5 separate regions of the Mus musculus genome follow, and all the other regions are linked to region 4. The links are chromatin contacts, called in public HiChIP or PLAC-seq and promoter capture Hi-C maps. All regions are on one chromosome and are shown on one strand. The core of a region is the stretch at or near the end of the contact, and the rest is flanking DNA. Distances in the headings are between cores, read along the strand shown.

Region 1 (2,919 bases), core at 120-2,619, 1.6 Mb after region 4:
AGCAGGTAGACACGAGTTTGGAGCTAACCTGATCTACATTCCAAGACAGCCAGTGCCTCAGAAAGAAACCCTGTCTAGAAACCCAGCCCCACTAGATTTTAGTTGTCACAGTCCACAGACTTAAGTTTCTCTAAATGTAATTAAGTAAAGTGCATGGTAATTAGGGCCCAAGAAGGGTTTAAAACCTAAAAAGTTACCAAAATAAACAAAAAGAAAAACACAGAAGCAGGAGATGCCTGTAATTTAAGGGTAGAGTACTTCCTAGTATGCACAAGGCCCTACCTTCAATCCATAACAACCTCCCCCTTCACAAAAAAACAAACATGAGTACCATTCGGTTTCAAAACTTAAAACCCAAACAGGAAGGTGTAAGAATTCGATATTACTCAGACTCTACTGAACAATCCCAAATCTGTGGTTTAAAATATATGTGTGTGTGTGTGTGTGTGTGTGTGTGTATCGCTGGGCGTGTAATCCCAGCTCTCGGAAGATTTAGACAGGAGGTTCAGAAGTTCAAGGTTAGCCTCAAAGCTGTCTTTTAAAAACCCAAACCAAAACAACAACAACAACAACAACAACAAAATAGCTACCATTAAAAGAATTTTTTTCAACACAGTACAACTGCGTAAACCTTTCCATGGAGCGTCCTAAGTAATTTAGAGGCTCAAGCTGAGACCCAGTGAAACACGCCAGATAAGATTACTCATTGTTTTTCTCAAAAGCAGGCCCCTTAGGAATCATGTGGTAAGCGGTAAGGCCGTTCTGCATTACTCAATGGGCCCCGATGAATAATGATACAACTCACTTAGGAGACAGACCCTTAGGGCAGGCTGGTCGAGCCACCTGCGCGCAGCACGAGGGAGGGCTGCGAGGAGCCTGGTGTCCTTCAGATCCAAGGACGAGCCCGGGTTCCGTCCACCGTCCACCGTCCACCGCCCTCCGCCAGGCTCCCGGCCCGTCCGCAGGCCTCGCCCAGAGCCACCCTCCGCCTACCTCTCTCTTGGGCAAAGGTTCGGTCCCCAGAGGGCGAAGCGGGCCACAAGACCGAGCTGCCACCCGGGCCCGGCCACTGGGTTCGCACCACGGGGCCACCCCGGCTCCCCGGGCTCCGCGACGAACCCGGGAAGAGGGGAAAACAGGGCCGCGAGCCCGGCCTTCCGCGCGCCCCAGCTCCGGGAACAGCCGTCAGCCCGCACGCGGCGCCTCCTGCGCGTCCGCCCCGCGGGCCAAACAAGCGGTCGCTCCCACGGCGACGCGACAACGGTTCCCCGGGACTCACCCAGGTGGAGAGGCGGGCCTGGAGACTGTCCCGTCACGGAGGCGCTCCTCGCTCAGCTGCACCAGCCTGTCCGGGGCCACTCTCTCGACTGCCAGAAGGCTGACGCCTTACGTCACTTCCGGCGACGGAAGTCCACGGGAGGGCGGTCCCGGGTGAGGTTCCCGGATGAAGAGCAGGGGTGAGGGTGTCCCGGGTCGAGCTGTCAGCTGACGGACACGGGATGCGGTCTCGTGGGTGGGGTCCGCAGCATCGCTAGATAAGGCCTTAGTTGCTGTTGTGCTTCGCTTTCTCGAGGTCGCACAGCCCTCCCTGCTGATTAGGGCGCATCTTACACCAGGAGGGCGACAGAGGTTGGGAAAGAACTCCCGACTCCTCCCGGGCCGCAAGAGCGTGCAGGAGGATTCCTAAGCAGAAGATGAAATACCACCCTCGTGTCTAATACTGGTTTGGTCCGGCTTTATTTCTCCTAGGAAGTGCCTGACCCCAAATTGCCCACAGAAAGGGACATACTAGGTGTTGCCCTGCCTGGAAGGGACAAACGTTTTCCCCAAGAGGATTCGCCCAAGGTCACCAAGATTTTCCTGTCAGGCCCTACTTTGAGTCCCACCCTTTCCTTCATGTTTGATTCTTTGCCTACCATGAGGTGAGCAACTTCTTCCAACAGGAGTTCTTCGCTGTGTGCAGCTTCACTGTAGACACAAAGGGAGCAAGTTTAACTGAGAACTGTTTGAAACTGTGACACAAAAATCTCTCCTCAAGCTTGATTATCTCAACTATTTTTGCAATAGTAGATGCAAAGCCAAGACTCCCATAATTTTGTTCCCCTGGAAATTAGTGAAGCTCAGAATCTTGTAATTTACAATCTTATAATTATCTAGTATTAGGAACAACTGCTACATAAATCAAATATTTTAAAATACTGCCCAAGGGCTGAAGACGTGGCTCAGTGTTGAAGAGCACTGTTGCACTTCCAGAGTACAAAGGTTCGCTAAGTTCCCAGAACTCAAACTGTGGCTAACAACCCTGTCACTAGGTTCTAGAGGTGGATCTAATGCCCTCTGACCATGGGAGACGCTGACCACCCCAGGTGAACATATATGCATGCAGGCAAAGGATACACATATAAAAAATTATTTGGCTTGGAGAAATGGCTTACCAAGTAAAAGCCCTAACTGTTCTTGCAAAGGACCGGAGCTCAGTTCCTAGTTCCCACGGTGGCTCACAACCAGTGTAACTCCAAATCCAGAGGGTTGGATGGTCTCTCTTGGGCTCCTGTCACACATTTGGCACAGTGCACACATATGCACACACATACACACACAAAATAAAAATAAATCTTAAGGGAAAAAAAAACTGCCCACAACAGGTGTGGTAGCCTATGTGGTGGTCTATACCTGACAGGTGGATCTCTGTGAGTTCCCAGACTAGTCTACATAGTGAGTTCTACACTATCCGGGGCTACATACACCCTGATCAAAAAAAAATTTTTTGAGGATTTATTTATTTTATGTATATGAGTATACTGTAGCTGTCTTCAGACACAGCGGAAGAGGGTGTCAGATCTCATTACAGATGACTATAAACCACCATGTGGTTCCTCGGATTTGAACTCAGGACCTCTGGAAGGGCAGTCAGTGCTC
Region 2 (2,700 bases), core at 73-2,572, 1.8 Mb after region 4:
CACACATACAAACACGCACACAAAACACTCCTATATAGGTAACAGAAATATCTAAAAAAAAGCCTCACAAAACTTAGCTTCTTGTGCTTGCACCATCGAACACCTTACCAATGGTGCTATTCTCCCAACACCAATCAAAGACTCCTAAATGGATTTATTCCAACCTAGGGTCTCGCTCTCAGCGACAACGGCTTAGAAATGGAAGCAGAGTTAGAGTCTGGATTAACCGTTGCCCATACACGATCCTATTCTTAAGATATTTTCCCTCCATTATTAAATAGTCTGGGCTGCACAGGCTCATAAAACCAAACTGCCTAGGACAAGAACAGGTACAAGCCTGTAATCCCTGCGCTCCGGAGGCTGAGTAGGGGGAATCACAGTTTTGAGGTCAGCCTCAGCTACAGATGAGCCCCTGTCTCCAAAGAGGGTGGTCAAACGCTGTGGGTAGCTGGTTCTAAGGAAGAACCATAGAGTCTGCCCATGAAGTGAATTAAGTTCAGGTCGGATGGGAGTTTGGTAAATATACGCAGCCTTTTCAAGAACCTTTTATTTCCTCTCTAGAATGCGTTACCATAGAGATTGGTTTGCTTGCTGGGGAAAGAAAGCCCGGCTTTTACTTTTTACCGGCCTGACACTCTGGGGGTTTGGGGGTGGGTTCATCAGAAGGCAGGGACTCGAAAACCCGACTGCTTACTTCTCTGGGTTAGTTCAGTTGCATGCAGGTTCCTATCCACAAAACCACCACCTCTCCATTTACATCCTTCATCTTGTTTAGCTGGTCCATATGCCGCACTTCCTCTGAGTCTAGCCACTTTGTCAATCGAATACACCAGTTGCACAGGGCACATCCGACACTCGATCACTGCGGGAAGTCTTCCCTTGGAACTTGCAGGATCTAGTGTGTACCCACGCGCGCACGCGCGCACGGTTCTTGGGGTTTCATGCAACACCCTGGCTTCCATCAGGAGCTTTGAAAAGTCCGACACTGAAGAAACAATCGGTTCCCCCAAATCGTCGCACAAGCAAATCAGTTGGTTCTGAGATTGTGACTAAGAACCAGCTCCGACTGCGCCGCTTGTGTGTGCGTGTGTGTCGTCTACGTGTGTGGGGCGGTGGTGGCCACGGTGGTGTCTGTTTCAAGGCTCCCCGCCGGCTGCAGGAACCTTGCAGCTCCCCCAGACCCCCTTGCGCGCGCCCAGGACAAGCGCGGTCCGCGTAGCGCCGTGCTCGGGCGCGCGCACGCACGCACACACGCAAGCGCGAGGCCGCGCAGGGCCGGGCCGGCAAGGCGGCGGGCGCGCGCAGCTCGGGAGGCGGCGGCGGAAGCAGCGAGGGCGGCGGGCGTCCGGCTGCGAGCGCGGCGGCTCCGGGCTGGGCCAGCCAGGGGCGGCTCCTGGCGGCGGCGCGGCCGAGCGCTCGGTTCTACGGTTCCAGCCCGTGGTCTCCGGCCCAACGCCTGCGCCGCGCACTCGGCGTCCCGGCTCGGACCCCGGCGCCCAGCCCGTGGCCGTAACCTTGAGGCGGCGGCGGGGCCGGGCCGGGCCGGGCTGGGGGGCGGCGGCACTGGATCCGAGGCCGGCCGGCCGCTGGCGGGAGATGTCGAACCCCGGGACCCGTAGGAACGGCTCCAGCATCAAGATCCGTCTGACAGGTAGGCACGACAGGGCCGCGGCCCTCGCGCCCCTAGACTGTCCCAGGGACCCTGCGGACTCCCGCCCCGCCCCCTCCCCCCCCCCCCCCCTTGCACCGGCCGTTGTCCCGGGACCGCTGCACCCCCTACGGCGTGCGCCCCTCGCTCGCGCTCCCGGCCCCGCCCCCCGGGTGCTCTGCAGGCGCCGCCCCTGCCGCCCCGTCCCCTCCCTCTGCATCAGGGCCCGCCCCTGGCACATCAGGACACGCCCCGCTGCGGCAGCCCCGCCCTCCCTCTGCATCAAGCCACGCCTCTCCGATCTGCAGACTCGCCCCCTTAACTAGGCTCAGCCCTCGACTCTTCTGCAGACTCCCCCTCCCCCTCACAGGCTCCACCCCTTGACTACTTTGTAGCTTTGGCGACCCGCCCTATGGCTCCTCCCTCTGCATCATTCCCCGCCCCCTGCTTGCTCTGCAGGCCCAGGCAGCTGCCTTTTCTGCATTAAGCCTGGCTTGCTGTTCATCCCTCTATCATAGATTCCACCCCTGTGGCTGATTCTCTTGGCCCCGCCTCTGGCTCCTTTCTCTTCAGGTTCTTGCCTATCCCCCCCTGCCCACACTACTCTATCTGCCCACACCTACCATCAGTTGCATATGGGCCACGCCCCCTAGCTTTCTCCCTCTGCCCCTAACTTTACCCTTCTGGATCAGGTCCCGCCCCCTAGCTCCTCCACTACAGGACTCCCCCCCCCCCTCTCCTTTCTGCCCCACACCTACCCTCAGCTGCATATAGGTACCACCCCTCGGGGCCCTCCACCGGTCCCCTCTAGTGTCCTCTCTTGACACCGCCCCAGCACCCTCTGATCCACACCTACCCCCCTGCCTGCTTTTCTTCAGGCCTTGTACATAGCCACACACCTTTCAACTTCATGTAGATCCCGCCCCCTCGCTGCACCTCCACCGCTCTTTCCACCCCTACCTCACATTTTCATCATCCATCTCTTCACTCTCATCCTCCTTCTACCTGCTGTTCCCCTCTAGGCCCACCCCTCACCATCCTCCCGCCTGTCC
Region 3 (2,700 bases), core at 131-2,630, 1.6 Mb after region 4:
TCTCTGTGTAGTCCTGGCTGTCCTGGAACTCACTCTGTAGACCAGGCTGGCCTTGAACTCAGAAATCCACCTGCCTCTGCCTCCTAAGAGCCATGATTAAAGGCGTGCGCCACCACTGCCCGGCTATTTCTGTGTTTTTTAAAGAAACCCAAATCTTTACTTCAAGTGCACACTTGCCTCCACAGGTTTGTGGATCTATTGCCCCACACAAATGTTCCATGGTCTCAAGGCAGTGCCATCAAATTGAGTAAAAACCTAGTGCTTAAAAGGCTAGCCTGATCTATAGAGTGAGTTTCAGGACAGCCAGGGCTATACAGAGAAACTCTGTCTCGAAAAACAACAACAACAAAGAGTAGACATATGTGCAAGGACGACCTGGCCAAAGAGGACAGTTCTGTCTGAATTGAAGCAGCTCCCCCAAACGGAAGATATATCCCACCAGAACAGGAAAACCATCTCATCACATGAAGAGGGACAGTAAATATAGCTCGGTCTAAAGGTTCGCTGGGGGCCTGAGTTGGGACAGGTGACCCGGAGGTGGGGTAGTGAGGAAAACGGACAATTCCAGGACAGGGAAGGATTTCCCAGGAGCTAGACTAAAGCAAGCCTGGAATATGAGGGTCTACTTGGAGTCTTCGACAGTCAGATACACTCAGACTCTTCTACCGCCTAGTTCTGATGAAAGTAGAGAGGAGCACGCTAAGAGGTGGAAATGGGGGACATTCTAAGACTTTGCTGAAGTTGGAGCAGGATGGGAGAAGGCAGTTCCACTTCAGGATGACACGCGTTCACTGGAGAATTACGCGAACAACCGACACAGTCCTGCTGTCCCGAGGATTGCCACGGAGCAGTCCCCGGGGATCAAGGATCCAAGGAAAGGTCTCCCCGAGTTCAAGTGACACCGGGAAGTCCCAGGACGGAAGCGGAGGAACTAGGCGAGGGTCCCGGGTTCCAGGGCCCAGGGCTGGGGTAACCTCTGGTCAGAATCAGACTCGCCCACCCACCCGCCGGGCCCCGCACTCACTATCCATGCCGGGGAAGGGCAGCGGCTGCGCCCCGAGCTGCTGCTCCACGGCGATCTCCAAGTCGAACTTGATGTGATCTACGCTGGCGATTATTTCCTGCATGGCGGCGGCGGCGGCCTCGGGCCCAGCTCCCCCTCAGGTCTCTCAGCCGCTCTCCGCAACTCACGCTACCTCTCCCCGTCCCCTTCTCGCTTGCCGCCACCGCCGCCGCCGCAGCCGCCGCCCCGCGAGGGATGCCGGGAGCGCTGGAGCCCGCGCCGGCCCTTTTTTCCCATCCAGACTCAGCCAACGGAGCTCAGAGTCCGGCCACTCCTTCAGGCCTGACTAGCCGCCGACCGATCGCCTGTTTCTTTCGGTTCTGTATCTTACACAAGAGGCGGCGACGCAAGTGCGCCTGCGCGGGATCTCCGTAGTCTGTGCTGAGGGCAGGAACGCTGTCTCTGGAGCCGCGGTCCCTCGACTCTGAGGACGTCTCACTAGGGGCTCGCCGCTTAGAACGCTCAGAGTGAGTTTCTGTTCAACCCTCATAGGAAACCCGGAAGCCGGGTGGAAATTGGACCTGAGGGACTTTGTCCAAGCTCAGATGCGAAAACGGAGGATCTAAAGGCCTGGGGAGAGGAAGCAAGGGGCGACCTAGGGTCCCAGGTCTCTCTGTGGGTGTAGCTCTAATGCAGACGTTTAAAAGTCGGGTAAGGGGGCAGGAGGTGTGGCTCAGTTGGTAAAGTGCTTGCCCCACCACCGCATAAGCCGGTAGTGTTAGTACAGACTTGTAATCCCACTAACTGGCAAGTGGAGGCAGAAGGGTCAGAAGCTCAAGACCAGACTGCATTACATGAGACCCTGGAGAGCGAGTCAACCTAGTAGAGCTAAGCCTCAAAATACCGTCATACCTCTTTTCCCTGTTATTATGTCTTGTTTTTGTTGTTGTTTGTTTGTTTTGTTTTTTTATTAAAGGGCTTCAAAGTAAGCAGGCCCAGCACAGCCTAATAAAAATAGAATGCGAGGGTGAGAGGGTGTAGCTCTGTGAGAGGGAGCATGTGCATATATGTGCCTTCCACACCACTCGAGTGCAGATTAGGGAAAAGCTTGTACCACAAGTCCTTCCAAGTATGTTCAGGAATCAAGCTCAGGTCACCGAGCTCTGCAGTAAGCACCTTTATCTGCTGAGACCCTCTTGAGCCTCTTGTTGTTGTTGTCGAGACTGGGGATCTCTAGGTAGCCCTGAGTAGCGTGGACTCACAGTTGTAGACCAGACTGGCATTGAACTCATAGAAATTCTCCTGCCTCTGTCTCCCTGGTGCAGGGCCTAAAGGCATGGCCCATCACGACTTACTCTTACTTTTTAAAGACAATCTCATGAAGCCCAGGCTGGTCTTGAAGTTGACATTATAGCTGAGGGTGACCCTGAATTTCTGACTCTTTTCTACCCAGCTGAGATAGTAAGTTTGACTGATCTCCCACTCCCCACCCTGCACAGAGCCAGGTCTTCCTAACTCAGAGCCTACCCTCTGAGTAAACTTGTCTCTCTTTTCTGACTCTTTTTAAAAAAGATTTGTTTGTTTATTTATTTATTTATTTAATGTATGTGAGTACACTATAGTTGTACAGATGGCTGTGAGCCTTCATGTGGTTGTTGGGAATTGAAATTTTTTAGGACCTCTGCTCGCTCTGGTAG
Region 4 (2,829 bases), core at 239-2,738:
CCAGGTCTCCCTGCATAGATCTGGCTGATCTGTAGATTTGCTATTTAGTCCAGGCTGCCCTTGAACTCACAGAGACTCACCTTTCTCTGTTTCCTATGCTGGGATTGTAGGTGCATGTCACAATTCCCTGTGACTGGCTTTTCATTCATTTATTTTTTTGGGGACAAGGACTCAAGTGATCCAGGCTGGTCTTGAACTCATTAAATAGCTGAGGATGACCTTACCATAGTAGGATTAGCACTTCAGCTGAGGATATGAAACCTCAGAACACCTACACAAACACTTCGCCAACTAAGCCATATGTCCAGCTCCCATCCTTACCTTTAAAATATAGATGTTGTACGACCATGCTCTATGCTTGTGGAGTCTAGAGTGGCGAGCAACGCGACAAACATTGCATAGATCTGAACTGGTGTAAACCAGAGTCCAAGCCCCTGCCGTGGTATCTACAGAAAAGCGGGAGGCCTAGCCACTACGAAGGTAGATACCTGGAGAATAAGCAGCTGCCAGAATACTTAGCTGTATTCAGTGGGTGTTCCCCTCCCCCAACGCTTACAATGGAATTGCTATGGAAACAGTATTCATGTACCAGAAATCTGTTTCTCGACTAAATTTTGTTCAAATTCTCGGTCTTTTGAATGCTTTGGACTATGAAGTGAGGCTTATCAGATTTTAGAGCTTTCGTCGGAATTTAGGCCCCAAGTTCCACAGACCCGGTGTGGTGGGGAGTTGGGTGGAAGGCAGAAAAGGTCCTACCCTCAGATCACCAATCAAAACAAATCACAGGCTTTTTAAAGTAGTAATTTATGAAGTTTTATGAATTTTCTGCCGGTAGAAAATAGGAAGCGTTCATCCACTAGCTAACACGGTCTATGTGCTCCTCACACATTGGCTTCGGCTTCTTACTTGGGACATACCACCCTGTTACAAATTCCAAGTTGGTATCCCACTGTTTTTCAGGATTGGCTCCCCTTCCTCTTCTCCCCCACTACTGCTAATTCATAGAGTTAAATCTTGTCTTTTTATCTAATTAGCCTTTTCTTAGGGAATTAGGCCCAGATGATTCACCCCAGAAAAACATCCAAGTGCTTGGGACTCTGGCGGGGTTGCCTTCCAACCCATCCAGTTTCCCAGATATGGTCTCCGTCTTCTGTTTCAACTGACTGTCAGTCGCTCTAAAGGCTGCTTGATGTCACAGACGCCGCAGAGCAAAGGCTCGATCCCCTAAAGACCCGCTCTTGCAAGCTAAGGTAGGTGCTTCACGTCGGCGCTAGGACCCATCTGCAGGAGGAACGCGGCACGGGTCTCGCCCCGCCCCAACGCGCACTGGGTGGAGCCGTCCTCCCCAAGCTCGCCCCCCCCCCGTGGGAGGGCGGGGCACCATGGGCGTGGCACAGCTGCGGTGGGCGTGGCGGCGCCGGAGGCGGGCGGGGCGGAAGGACGCTGCCCGGTCGTCGGGGCGGTAGGGCCTGCGCGGAGCTCTCTCCCCAGCGCGCTGGGCGGGGTGTGCTGTGAGCGGCTTCCCGGGCAGGCGCGGGCCCTGAGGCGGCGGCTGCGCCGTGCGCCGGGGCGGAGCCGGGGGCGGGCGGGCGGCCGGCGGGCGGGGGCTGGGCCGGAGGAAGCCTGAGCGCCCGCGGCGACGACGGCAGCGGCGGCCCAGCAGGCTAGAAGCGTGGGTCGGCGGCGGCTCCGGGTGCGGCCGCGGGCTGCGGAGCGAGCGGGCGGCCCGGCTCCCCGCGTCCCCCGCCCGCCGCGACTGTCTGGAAGATGGCGCCGGGCGGATGGAAATCCTAATGACAGTCTCCAAATTCGCCTCCATCTGTACCATGGTAGGTGCGGCGGCAGCGCGGCCCGGGGGGCCGGTCCCCGCCTTCGAGGCGCCGCCCGCGGGCCTGGTCGTGTGCGGGCGGACCGGGCGCGGGGCCGAGTGGCCGCGGGGAAGGCGTGCTGGACACGGCAGGCGGGGCCGGGACACTGGGGATAGGACCGACCGGGGCTCGGGGTTGGGTCCTGACCACGGGGTCGCAGTTGAGGACGGGGAGCTCTGGGTCTGGGCACCGGGGACTCGGGGACTGTGGCTGGGGACTAGGGCCTGGGGGCTCAGGGACGGGGTTGGGGGTAAGGGCTGCAGACTGGGGTTGGGGACTTGGGGACTCGAGGTGTGGACTGAGGTTGGAGGCTGGAGCCGGGACTTTAAACTGGGGACTGGTACCGGGAAGCGAGGGGATTGTGCCAGGGGAAGGGACGCGGCATTTCCTTGGGGCCCTGCGCGGGGCAGGGCGGGGGTCTGCGGCAGGAAGGAAGGGTCTCGATCCTACTGGAAGACGGAAGTCCTGGCGGAGTTCCTCCTCGGGTTAGGTGGAGCCCCAGGCCCTGGCTCGGGAAGGGGGCGTGTGAAGGTGGAAACTTTTAAGAGTGCTGTTGAAATGTTTTCTTATTTTCAACTCTCTGAAGCGATAGGAACTCTTGCGGCTTCCAACCTGTGTCCGTCCAGATGGCAGCCTTGTCTCTGGGAATCTGTGTTAATCTTGAAAAGCTGCATTCGCTTTCCTGTCATTTGTTTATTTTAATAGAGCAGACACCGCTGTGTGGGGTTGAAGTACACAGATTCCCCCGAAAAAAACGAAACGCGCGCGGGTGGGTTCCAAACGTGTTTTTGTGCATTGCCAGAAGCACCACGGCTTCCCACGTGATAAAGCAAATCCATTACCTCCTTTATGAACTTCGCCGTAGAGATTGTGATTTATGAATCAATGAAAAAAGTTACTCTTTGCAGTGTGGGTCTGGAGTTATTTACCAAAGACCTGCACCTGCTTCATCTCCGTTTTT
Region 5 (2,795 bases), core at 258-2,757, 1.1 Mb before region 4:
GGTCAAATATAATACCAGAGGTGGAATTACGGCATGACACCTAGACATGAGGTCATAGGATCTGACAGAAAGGGGGAGGAGCTGTCTTCTATGATTAAAAATAAATGCAGCTAGTTGAAACAGTGCAAAAGGCTAAAAACAGCTCCTTTGGAACTGTCACTGTCACCCGACATCTGACAGCACAAACTGCTTAGATACAGGTGACCTGGTCTCTGTTACTAGTCTAGACCAAACAATTCTGAGAAAGCAGCTAGTTGATAGACTTACTTCACCTGTGTATTTGACCTGGCAGCTCGCATGGGGGGGAATGTCAGCAGCCCCAACTGGGTCTTGCTTGAGCCTCACCAGTCTCCCCAATTCTGCACAAGGTTTCCCCAAAACACACCACCTCACCAACAAAATCGCTAACAATCTCCTTCTAGACCTCATTAACATCTGAGAAATAGAGTTCGGGGCTCCAACTCTATAATTCAAGGGCCTGGTACTGTTGGTGTCCCCACTCTTCACACAGGAAACCACGGGGATCAGGAAGACAACAGGTAATCTATCCTGGACAGTCACCTACTCCGTGACTGCCAGTCAAGCACAGACTTCCAGGACTGGCCCTGTCTATGATTATAGCTGTCCCAATGCTGACTGACACCACTACAGTACAGTGTTCTCCTGGGGACAGATGTACTGAAAAGCACCAAAGGAGAAGTTTCGCTACACACAAAGGGGAAATTCTGAACTCTAGTATTGCTGTTACTATCGTCCCGGTGTCCTTTTGTAAAATATGAGGACTCCTTAAGGTTCTAGTTCAGTGTCAGATACAAGTTAAGTCTATGAAGACCTAAAAACCATTCATATTTCAGCGTTTCTCACATTCCTTTACACTGGTTAGCGGTCTCTGCCAATCCAAGCTTTCTGGACGTGGGCAGATGGCGTGCGGAGGAGTGCCATAGTGACTCAGGACTATGCTCAAAGAGAAACAGAAAGTGGGGCAGGAGGAGAGGCCAGAAGGGGAGGAGAGGCCAGAGGGGGATGCGAGGGAGTTCAAGCACTAACTATACGAACAAAACGGGAGCGACACATGGCACACAGAGAGATGTTTGTAAACCGAGGCTGAGCTGTACGAATGCAACGGGCGGTCGTGCGCCTTGGCGGGTGTAGGGGTGCAGTCACCCTAAGGGAGAAGGCACGTGGCGTGTCCCAACACGCACACAAGGCTTGGCTTTCGGAGGTGCCCAGTGCATGGAGTGCATCCGCCTCCACTGCTGGGAAGGGGCGCTGTGGCCTGGGAGGCCCGGGGAACTGACCCGCGCCGTCCGATCGGAGCCAGGACCACCCGAGAGAGTGCAGCCCGGGTCCCGCCCACGTCAGACACCCGCCGGGACCGGGCAGTCGCGATCGTGCCCGCACCACGAGTACCCGCCGCGACGGCGGCCCTCCGCGCTCACTCACCATCTTTGAAACAGCTCTGTGAGATCTATAAACCTGCTCGAGTCCGCCGGCCAAACCGCTCACTTCCGTTTCCGGGGCCGAGACGCCCACCCCTCCGCCCCATCCGCCGGAAGTGCGTCCTTCCGGCCAGGAAGGAAAGGGGGCGTGGGAGGAGCAGGGAGTAGCGTTGGGCCGGGGCTCCCACGCTCGCTGTCCCCCGGTGAGCGAGGGCCAAGGGCGCAGCTCGGGTGTGCACTGGCCCTGGCCTCGCGGGACGGTGTTAGATGGGCGTGTGCAAATGCACAGACTTCCCACGGGCCATCCAAGGACGCACGGTGGTGATTTACATAAAGTCCTTCTGCTGAGTCAAAAGTGGGACAACAGGCCTTTACGGTTTTATAAATCGAAGGTCCGAGGCTGGGTATGTGTAGAACCTAAGGAAAGGACCAAGCTAGCTTAGGCACCGAGCCTCAGGCAGAGGCGGGCTCCAGGGTTGTGGGGTGTGGATATTTCCGAACTTGGGGGGCAATCACAACCTGAGTCCCAAGTCAGGTCTGGCCACCGGTTCGTTCATAATAAGCAACTTAAAAGCGGGAGGCAGAAGGCGGCGATATGGTCAGTGTGGCCAGACTGGAAGACAGCAAAGACTTGGGAGGTTCCCTGGGACTAAGTCCTTTTCGGTGACATGGGGGTGGTGGTGGTGACAATTTTAAGTCAGGGTCATCAGAGCTAACGTATGTCAGGCTCTTAGAATTACAAATAACGTGGTTCTACATGTTGTACATGAGTCATCTCCCTAAGTCTTTTCATTAAGCTTTTTTTTTTTTTTTTGTTATTCGAGACAGGGTTTCTCTGTGTAGCCCTGGCTGTCCTGGAACTCACTCTGTAGACTAGGCTGGCCTCGAACTCAGAAATCCGCCTGCCTCTGCCTCCCAAGTGCTGGGATTAAAGGCGTGCACCACCACGCCCGGCTTTTCATTAAGCTTTTTAAAATTAATTTTTAAAGGATTCCTCTAAAACGTTTTGTTTGACTGTCTGCGTGTGCATCAGGTGTGTGCCTGGTGCCCTCACACTCTTTTGCAACATTAGCGGTGTTTGCCAACACGAAAGAGTCTTAGGGTCTTATAGGACTGGAGTTATAGGTAGATGGTTGGGAACCACCCTCTGGGTGCTGGGAAAGGGACGCAACAGATGCTCTTAACCGCGGAGCCATCTCTCCAGCCCTGTTGCTCACATTATGAGAGTATGGCATAGCACGAAGGAGAAGAAGACAAAACAGGTCTTAGCTGTGCTGGCCGGAGGATGAGGCGGCTGGTCACTTGGGTTCTGCAGTCAGAAGCAGAGAGAAATGAATGTCGTCCTCTTGTTTTTGT

Evidence for each region. Promoter capture Hi-C pulls out the DNA fragments that hold promoters and counts their contacts. HiChIP or PLAC-seq counts read pairs in DNA pulled down with a chosen protein or histone mark.
Region 1: a contact with region 4 is called in a promoter capture Hi-C map of maxillary cranial neural crest. The contact joins the promoter of Zfp655 here to the promoter of Usp12 in region 4. A contact is called at or near these places in 8 of 39 promoter capture datasets (cranial neural crest, embryonic stem cells, frontonasal cranial neural crest and 4 more), 1 of 484 Hi-C or Micro-C datasets (B cells) and 1 of 115 datasets of contacts at active chromatin or transcription factors (pancreatic cancer cells).
Region 2: an HNF4G HiChIP or PLAC-seq map of pancreatic cancer cells shows a contact between it and region 4. The contact joins the promoter of Smurf1 here to the promoter of Usp12 in region 4. A contact is called at or near these places in 1 of 484 Hi-C or Micro-C datasets (embryonic stem cells) and 2 of 115 datasets of contacts at active chromatin or transcription factors (embryonic stem cells and pancreatic cancer cells).
Region 3: an H3K4me3 HiChIP or PLAC-seq map of embryonic forebrain shows a contact between it and region 4, with 3 times the contacts expected there. The contact joins the promoter of Ptcd1 here to the promoter of Usp12 in region 4. A contact is called at or near these places in 2 of 39 promoter capture datasets (cranial neural crest and hippocampal neurons), 1 of 484 Hi-C or Micro-C datasets (B cells) and 2 of 115 datasets of contacts at active chromatin or transcription factors (embryonic forebrain and large pre-B cells).
Region 5: a promoter capture Hi-C map of pre-B cells shows a contact between it and region 4. The contact joins the promoter of Pomp here to the promoter of Usp12 in region 4. A contact is called at or near these places in 10 of 39 promoter capture datasets (the 3T3-L1 cell line, 3T3-L1-derived adipocytes, the HPC-7 cell line and 5 more), 2 of 484 Hi-C or Micro-C datasets (B cells and embryonic stem cells), 2 of 115 datasets of contacts at active chromatin or transcription factors (microglia and pancreatic cancer cells) and 2 of 9 other capture datasets (adipose tissue and liver).

What each region holds. Positions count from the first base shown.
Region 1 is chr5:145,230,192-145,233,110 of GRCm38.p6, reverse strand. Zfp655 (zinc finger protein 655) reads right to left here and starts at 1,369. Exons shown (of 4, transcript NM_028298.4): 1 at 1,280-1,369. It also overlaps Gm6287.
Region 2 is chr5:144,964,452-144,967,151 of GRCm38.p6, reverse strand. Smurf1 (SMAD specific E3 ubiquitin protein ligase 1) reads left to right here and starts at 1,322. Exons shown (of 18, transcript NM_001038627.1): 1 at 1,322-1,651. The coding sequence starts at 1,597.
Region 3 is chr5:145,165,784-145,168,483 of GRCm38.p6, reverse strand. Ptcd1 (pentatricopeptide repeat domain 1) reads left to right here and starts at 1,380. Exons shown (of 9, transcript NM_133735.2): 1 at 1,380-1,530. Cpsf4 (cleavage and polyadenylation specific factor 4) reads right to left here and starts at 1,271. Exons shown (of 8, transcript NM_001291248.1): 1 at 1,025-1,271. The coding sequence starts at 1,127.
Region 4 is chr5:146,793,615-146,796,443 of GRCm38.p6, reverse strand. Usp12 (ubiquitin specific peptidase 12) reads left to right here and starts at 1,488. Exons shown (of 9, transcript NM_011669.3): 1 at 1,488-1,829. The coding sequence starts at 1,782. 1700041I07Rik (a long non-coding RNA gene) reads right to left here and starts at 619. Exons shown (of 2, transcript XR_377208.4): 1 at 322-619.
Region 5 is chr5:147,859,340-147,862,134 of GRCm38.p6, reverse strand. Pomp (proteasome maturation protein) reads right to left here and starts at 1,507. Exons shown (of 6, transcript NM_025624.3): 1 at 1,444-1,507. The coding sequence starts at 1,446.